2 separate regions of the Ovis aries genome follow, and region 1 is linked to region 2. A link is a contact called in public Hi-C data. All regions are on one chromosome and are shown on one strand. Each heading gives the region's core, a stretch centred on a gene start, on an enhancer-like site or on the middle of the called end of the contact. The rest is flanking DNA. Distances are from core to core; before and after follow the strand shown. Region 1 overlaps ELMO1 (engulfment and cell motility 1). Region 2 overlaps ELMO1 (engulfment and cell motility 1).

Evidence for each region. A called contact is a pair of places that touch in the nucleus more often than the background predicts.
Region 1: a Hi-C map of hypothalamus shows a contact between it and region 2, with 3 times the contacts expected there. The contact joins two enhancer-like sites. A contact is called at or near these places in 3 of 16 Hi-C or Micro-C datasets (hypothalamus, skin fibroblasts and tail adipose tissue).

What each region holds. Positions count from the first base shown.
Region 1 is chr4:61,689,335-61,692,666 of ARS-UI_Ramb_v3.0, reverse strand. ELMO1 (engulfment and cell motility 1) reads right to left here. Exons shown (of 23, transcript XM_060414767.1): 13 at 3,092-3,214; 14 at 1,312-1,443. Among named protein-coding and RNA genes, the nearest start is that of ELMO1, 230 kb to the right of the region's middle. Within about 2 kb of position 1,311, at least 4 of the 54 cell types and tissues checked have an H3K27ac peak or open chromatin away from gene starts, as enhancers often do. A contact at or near this core is called in hypothalamus, where this site is marked.
Region 2 is chr4:61,654,379-61,658,027 of ARS-UI_Ramb_v3.0, reverse strand. The region is part of intron 7 of ELMO1 (engulfment and cell motility 1); the gene reads right to left. Among named protein-coding and RNA genes, the nearest start is that of ELMO1, 190 kb to the right of the region's middle. Within about 2 kb of position 2,092, at least 18 of the 54 cell types and tissues checked have an H3K27ac peak or open chromatin away from gene starts, as enhancers often do. A contact at or near this core is called in hypothalamus, where this site is marked.

The DNA.
Region 1 (3,332 bases), core at 62-2,561, 35 kb before region 2:
TTGCAAAGCTGAATACAATGCTTCAGAAGTGTTCTTCTTAGAAAAAACATGTTAAGACTACCAGTAAAAAAGGAATAACATCAAATTATTATTTTTTTTCTAGTTTTACAAATATTATTAGAGAGGTTTATAAAAAAGTTACTCTGATGCACCAATGGTTAAAGTAGAAATTACCCAGTGTTTATGGAAAGCAATTTGATGATATCAAAAGCTTTAAAAATATATATCATAGAAATGTTAGTTTCATGGATTTATCCTAATGACATGATCAAGGATGTACATCAATACCGAGAGGCAAAGATGTTAATTGCTGACTCATCTATAATTTTAAAACACTGAAATACTCAGTAAAAGAGCTTGGCTAAATAAACTGTAGTACACTCATATAAAAACAACTCTTTAGCAATGAAAACAATGCATATAACTGATGTGGAAACATTTTCAAAGAATTCCCATAAAAGATAAGGTTTTCCAAATAACAATAAAGCATAAATACCAATGTGTACAAATGAATATTAACATTAGTGTGTGTGTAAGTATATTCAAGGAAAGAGTATTTGCAGTTATAAAATAATGCCCGATGATTTCTAATTACTGAAGACAAAAGTCTGATTCATGTTGGTTATGAAGGAGGTAAAAAGAAACCCAAATTTACACCTGCAGAATTTGAGGTTAATAAGCCAAAGGTCATATAGAAATGTGATAATGATGAAAGCAAAAATGGACCGGAAGCAGAAACAAAAACAACAGATTATATTCAGGACAAGGCTGTGTTCTGATCTGCAAACTAAGTAAAAAGAAAATCTAGGTGGTAACTAATTAGCATCCATAGCAAGACAAAACTTTTAGGACAATATAAACTGCATGTCACACCATGATTAAATTTCAGGAGACTCTCAATCCGATTGTGATATGGAATCGGCATATGCGAATAACCCAGTCACCAGTCCCAAATAAGGTTTCTCTCACAATTGCCATCACCTGTTTAATTTAAACAGAATCTTCAGCCTCCTGTGAAGTAGATCTAACGAAGTCTAGATGCTTTCCGGGCTAACTACTCTTGGTTACACTTAATCAGAACTGAATAAACAAGCTCAGTATTAGTCACACTTGTACAAGTTATTCCACTCCGCTGCAGCCAGAGGAGACTTTCATGTGATCCTGTTCAAACCAGCTAAACATCTGGAAAATGTGGGAACTATTCTGCAAGGCACAGGAGGACCACACGCTCAGAGGAGACATCGCTTATGAGGCTGAGGTCAGGCCCCTGGGGGCTGGAAGGAGAGAGCTCACTGGAGATGGCTTACTTACTATGAAGCCAAGTTTTTTATAATCCCGGGTGTACATGGACTTGCGCTTCTCCATGCTGCCACTGCTGTTATTTGGTTCAGACTCTGCATCAAAAGCAATTCTTCGAAGTTCAAATATGATGTCCCGCTGAGCCTGAAGGGTTTAGGAAGGAAAAAAAAGGGAGGGAGAGAGAGCTGCCTTCATTCTGTGATGTTTCATCTGCTCCCTCATTCCCCAGGGTCTAAATGAATCACTGGGTACAGGCAAAAGGAAAACAGATAAAGGGCAACCAGTGTTCTAAGTTACAGCTCTGTGAACTTTTTCCCCCCTCCTGCCACTCTCCCTGCTGGTCAGCCCTGGCTTTATTCCACAATTATCCTCATGGCCAAGCCCCCTGAAGCTCTGGTATCAACTGCCCTGTGACATTCTCAATGAGGGCCCCAAATATGATGGAAGGCTTGTGATTGGAAAAAGCCAAGTTAGAGGATCTTGAAGTCCTGTACTGTCAGAAATAAAGTGAGACGCACATAAGGTTTAAGAACAATAGGTAGGTGATACGGGATCCCTAACTCCACTGAGAAGTGACTTCATAGAGACAAATCTGAAAAATGGTTAAAACGGTAAAGGTTCTGTGATGCACGTTTAACCACAATAAGAAAAAGGCATGTATCTTTTACATAAATAGGAGGAGGTTTTCAAGAAGGGAGGGCTGTTCCACCTCTGGACGCATTGCCTTTCGAACTAAAAGTCATAAGGCAGTCTCATCTCTCTGTGATGATTGCACTTGGCCTTGCCAGAAGTGTGGGGCACGTTAGACGGCCGCTGGAAGCCTCTGGATCATTCTGAATCGCGTGGCCTCACGCCACAAACGAAGTGCTGCGGCGGTTACACACTTCGCATGTGTGTCCACATCTGCCAGAGATCAGACCCTCACGTGCCAATAACGAGTGTTTTCCTTTCCAAAGCTGCAGCGCTGTTTAAGCTGCAAATATGCTACAGCAGCGCTCCCAGCTGTTTCCTCTCACTCTGTCTTCACACAGTAAAGTTCCCCCAGAGCCTTTTGGATCAAGACTTAACCTCTCAAGCACAACAGCCAGAGACCTAGAGAGATCTATAGCAGAGAGCCAACCGACAGAAATGGAAGCCCAGAAATCAGATGTAACCTGGGGCCTCGATGGCTCTGACCACTGGAGAATGGAAATACTCTCTCAGCCTGTAGAAGCCATATCACCAGAGCTGCCAAGTGGCTCTGTGTCCTGGGGACTTGACTCCAAAGCTATCACCAATGAAAGCACTGGAGCCAAGTGTCAGTATTTGTAGTCATGCGACGTCAGGCTTTCTTATCCAATAAGGAAAGAGTCTGCATGTGTTCGATACATTAACAAAACAATTCATTTATTTTATTCTATGATCCTATGCATGCTTAGTCACTTAGTTATGTCCAACTATTTGCGACCCTTTGGACTATAGCCTGCCTGGCTCCTCTGTCCATGGAATTTTCCAGGCAAGAATATTGGAGTGAGTTGCTATTTCCTACTCCAGGAGATCTTCCTGACCCAGGGATTGAACTCCTGTCTCCTGTGTCTTCTGCATTGCAAGAGGAGTTTTTACCCACTGAGCTGTCAGAGAAGCCCTCTCTGATTCTAGATTCACCAAAATTTTAAATCCATTTCCCTAAGTTCTGAGATGATAATAATATCATCATCATCAAAAGCCTCCTGGTTTCTAAGAAGCTCAAGAAAAGACCTTTAAGGATGTTCTTTCCCTCATATGCTTCGACTGTTGTCTAATGAGCACTCACCTGGTCCTGTGGGTCCATCTTGGTCATCATCCTATCTTCCAAAAGGTTAAAGGTCAGCACCTGCAGCACGTACAGCTGGTGTGCCATTTCATTGTTGATGGCCCGCTGAGCTCGGATGACATGCTAGGGAGATGGTTCATGAGTGAAACTTTTTTAAACAAAGGAAGAAAGTAACAGCAAATAACCTAATTTACCCACCCCACCCTCATCATGATGCCAAGTAGAACCTCAGAAGACCTCA
Region 2 (3,649 bases), core at 843-3,342:
AGAAGACTCTTGAGGGTCCCTTGGACTGCAAGGAGAGCCAACTAGTCCATTCTGAAGGAGATCAACCCTGGGATTTCTTTGACTCTTCCTTTGAACCGTGAGAACATCTGCCCAGTTCCCTCATATCAATGAATAACATACATTGTCGTAACATATGCTCAGTTTTATATCTGTATGAAAGCCATGCTTTTACCTTTCCATGATAATTACCTTTTAATTAACTACTTTTTAATAAACCTCAATTGGAGAATATTCTAAAGATGGCTGACCTATGATCTTGAAAGTGTCAAAGCCGTGAGAGAACAGGAAAGATTAAGGAATAGCTCCAGACTACAAGAGATTATACTAGGGAACCAGTGGTTGAAACTTACATGAGTTGTCTGGCAACAGGAGGTCCCAGTAAGGAAGAAAGTGCTGCCACTAAAAACTAACCAGAATTCAGGAGGGGCCCAAAGGAGGGTGGAGAAGCCAATCCATATGTCCCACCAACCTCCCGAAATCCTTGCTGGAATCCATCTTGGCTGAGAGATTGCACGCACAACCAGGAAGTATGCTGAGTCAGACCAAATATGGGGCACAAGCAAGATGATTGCCCAGGGACAACCCAGAAACTACGCATAACCATAAAACCTGAGATTGTGGTCCACAAGGCAGAGCAGTTATTCTGGGTTCCTGTACCACCTTGTTGCTCTCTGTCCAGGCACCCCTTCCCAATTAAGTATTTTTTCTTTTATTTTGTCAGTACTGTGTCTCCTAGAACAATTCATTTTTGAGTGTTCGACAAGCACCTACTGTCCAGACCTGGAAAAGGTCCCCCTTCCTGAAACAATTAGGAGAAGGCAGGACAACTGGGTGCAAGGGGCTCTCTGGGATTAGATCTTTGGAAGGGACACAATCAGGACAACTGGTGAAACTTGAGCTTGCAACTTTCCCATTAAATTTGGAACTGTTAAACTAATTGAACAAGCCACCCTTTAGAGGAGGCGGCTCTAATACTCTGGCTGCCTACATAATCAATCCAAAACCCGAAACCTGCAAAGGCCTCCAGGTTAGGAAATGGAAACCTAAGGACAAGCAACCAGACTTGACTAACAGTCTAACAAGGCCCTTGCTTGTTTCCACTTCTTCTCTGTAAGAGACTCTTCCCTCCCCAGCTAGCTCCTGTGGATAGTGTTCCTAACCACTTCCAGTTTGGCACTGACCAATTCTAACTGATTTCTATTCAAATATACTCTAAAAATGTTTTGCTATGGGTCAGTTAATCTTTTAAGAGAACTGCTTTAAAATTAATGCTTGTCAGAGATGTGTGTGTGTGTGTCTGTGTGTGAAATATATAAAGCAATCAAAGCAATTTTTCAAAATAACCTTCTGGCCTCAGGCCTGTGCATCCTTAGGTATATATAAGCGTGTGTGTGTGTGTGTGTGTGTGTGTGTGCGCGTGCTACCCCTGTAGCAGATTCTGGGTTTAGAAAGTTCTTGACCAGAGTACAGAGAGAAATTCAGTGTTTCTCACTTCTCTACTTCCTCACCTTGGCTTCAGAGAAACATAAGCAGAAGAGGAATTTTTTGTTGTGATGTCTGTTTTTTATCTGAAGTTCTCTCTCTTTCTCTCCTTCTCCTTCTCCCTCTCTCTCTGTCTCCATATATATCCACTTTAAATAAAACATAATCAGGAGAACAAATGATTCTCCAAAAACAATGCTTCACAGTGATCAGAAGCCCCTCACCTTAGCCCAAGCTGTGGCATCCTTTCCCCAGCAGAAGACAAGCTCTCCTTTAAACAGGCTGTATGACCCCTTCTTACTTCTATTATGAGAGTCATGAACAAAGACACAGAGACAAAGCAGAAAGGGATGGGGAGGCGGAGTTTCAGCATAAAGAATTTTCTGCCACACAACCCCCAACAAAGCCCAAGAAGGTCGGCCCCTTTGGCATTAGTGATGCAAATTCCTGGCAGGGCCCCAGAAGGGCTGCTCCTGTTGAAACTCCCTGAGCTCTGTGTCCTGCAGCGCCAAGAAGGCAGACTGAGGGAGCTGGAAGACTCAGCCAGCTTCTCAGCTGGGGCCCACGGACCACACAGAGCTGCTTCTTTCTGGTTCGGCCTGGGGAGCCGCTGGCTCCTCCTCGTGGCCTCTGTCCGAGGTGAAGTACAGGACACGCATGGTGTGACCTGCGCTTGGCGGCTGGCAGAGATTCCCTGATCAATTGGGCCTGGCCTGGACCTTCCACAACAACCACGGTTTATAAGAAACACTGAATTCTCAGAAGCAAGAGCCTGAGTTAGAGCCAACAATCCATGTCCGTGAAGCTTAGCAAAGTCAGTTTCAAAAAAGAAATTTACCTTTTGTGTGAAGACAAAAAAGGTCACACATAGTCCCAAACTGTCATATGCACAACTGTGTCCTCCCCCTCCCCACCCAACAACACACACGTTCTGTGTCTAACCCAGTATCAGAAGTATCTGGCATTCAAAGAATACATACTTAGCTAAATGAATAAAACCTAGAAACCCACTCTCAAGTGTGGGTGCCAGGCAACATCAAGGCCAAGACATCCTTTTGCATGCTTAATTTAGATCATCACTGAATTTCCACACCTGACACACAATCACAACTCTGACTCCAGCCAGCAGAAAGTGATCTGCATCCTCAAAGTTTAACATGAAACTGTTTGTATATTAACAATGACAATTTATAGAAACAACACACATAGCTATACACACACCCGAACATCCTCATCTGTGTCATCTATATGACAGAATGGGGAGGAGACTGACAATTTATACAACAAATGTGGTTTGTTTTTAGGACAATTATTTAAGGGCTTTGCTGTGCTGTGTGCTTAGTTACTCAGTCATATCTGACTCTCTGCGACCCCATGGACTGTTGCCCGCCAGGCTCCTCAGTCCATGGAATTCTCCAGGGAAGAATACTGGAGCGGGTTGCCATGCTCTCCTCAGGGGGATCTTCCCGACCCAGGGTTCGAACCCAGATTTCCTACATTGCAGGTGAATTCTCTACCATCTGAGCCACCAGGGAAGTCCGCTTAAGGGAAAGAGTCCCATAGTTATTTTAGGTATCTAAAATAACTATGGGACTCTTTCCACTGTTGCTAGTATAGCCAAATTTTGGAGAAATTACATCAACTAAGCAAATAAAAAGTACTTGTAAATTCCCCAGATTAGTGAAAACTCCTCAAATACCTCACTGCTGTTTTTCTTAGGAAAGCCAGAATCCCTAAGGAAACACCAGCCCAGTATTGCCCAGAGTGTTAGGAATGGACATACTCCTACAAGAAGGGTAAAGTACAAATTAGGACATGGCAGCAAGCTATGGGGCTGTTCTTATTTTAAAACAGCTTGAATACATGCATATCCACTGAATTAGTAATTTTATTTCAATAAAATAATTATTCACAAAGATTCTGCTGAAAGAAAAACCGATGAGGGAGTGTTCACAATCATAATAAAACCTCAAAACAGTAAATATCCAACAATAGGGGAACAGTTAATTCCACTCTGCATATCCTTCAAATTATCACATTACACTGCTTACCAAGTGCACTTAAACAGAGCTTCAAAAATGAATTAATAGGTAGACAACAACCTAGAGGGGAGGGATGGGGGGATGGGAAGAACGCTCAAGAGAGA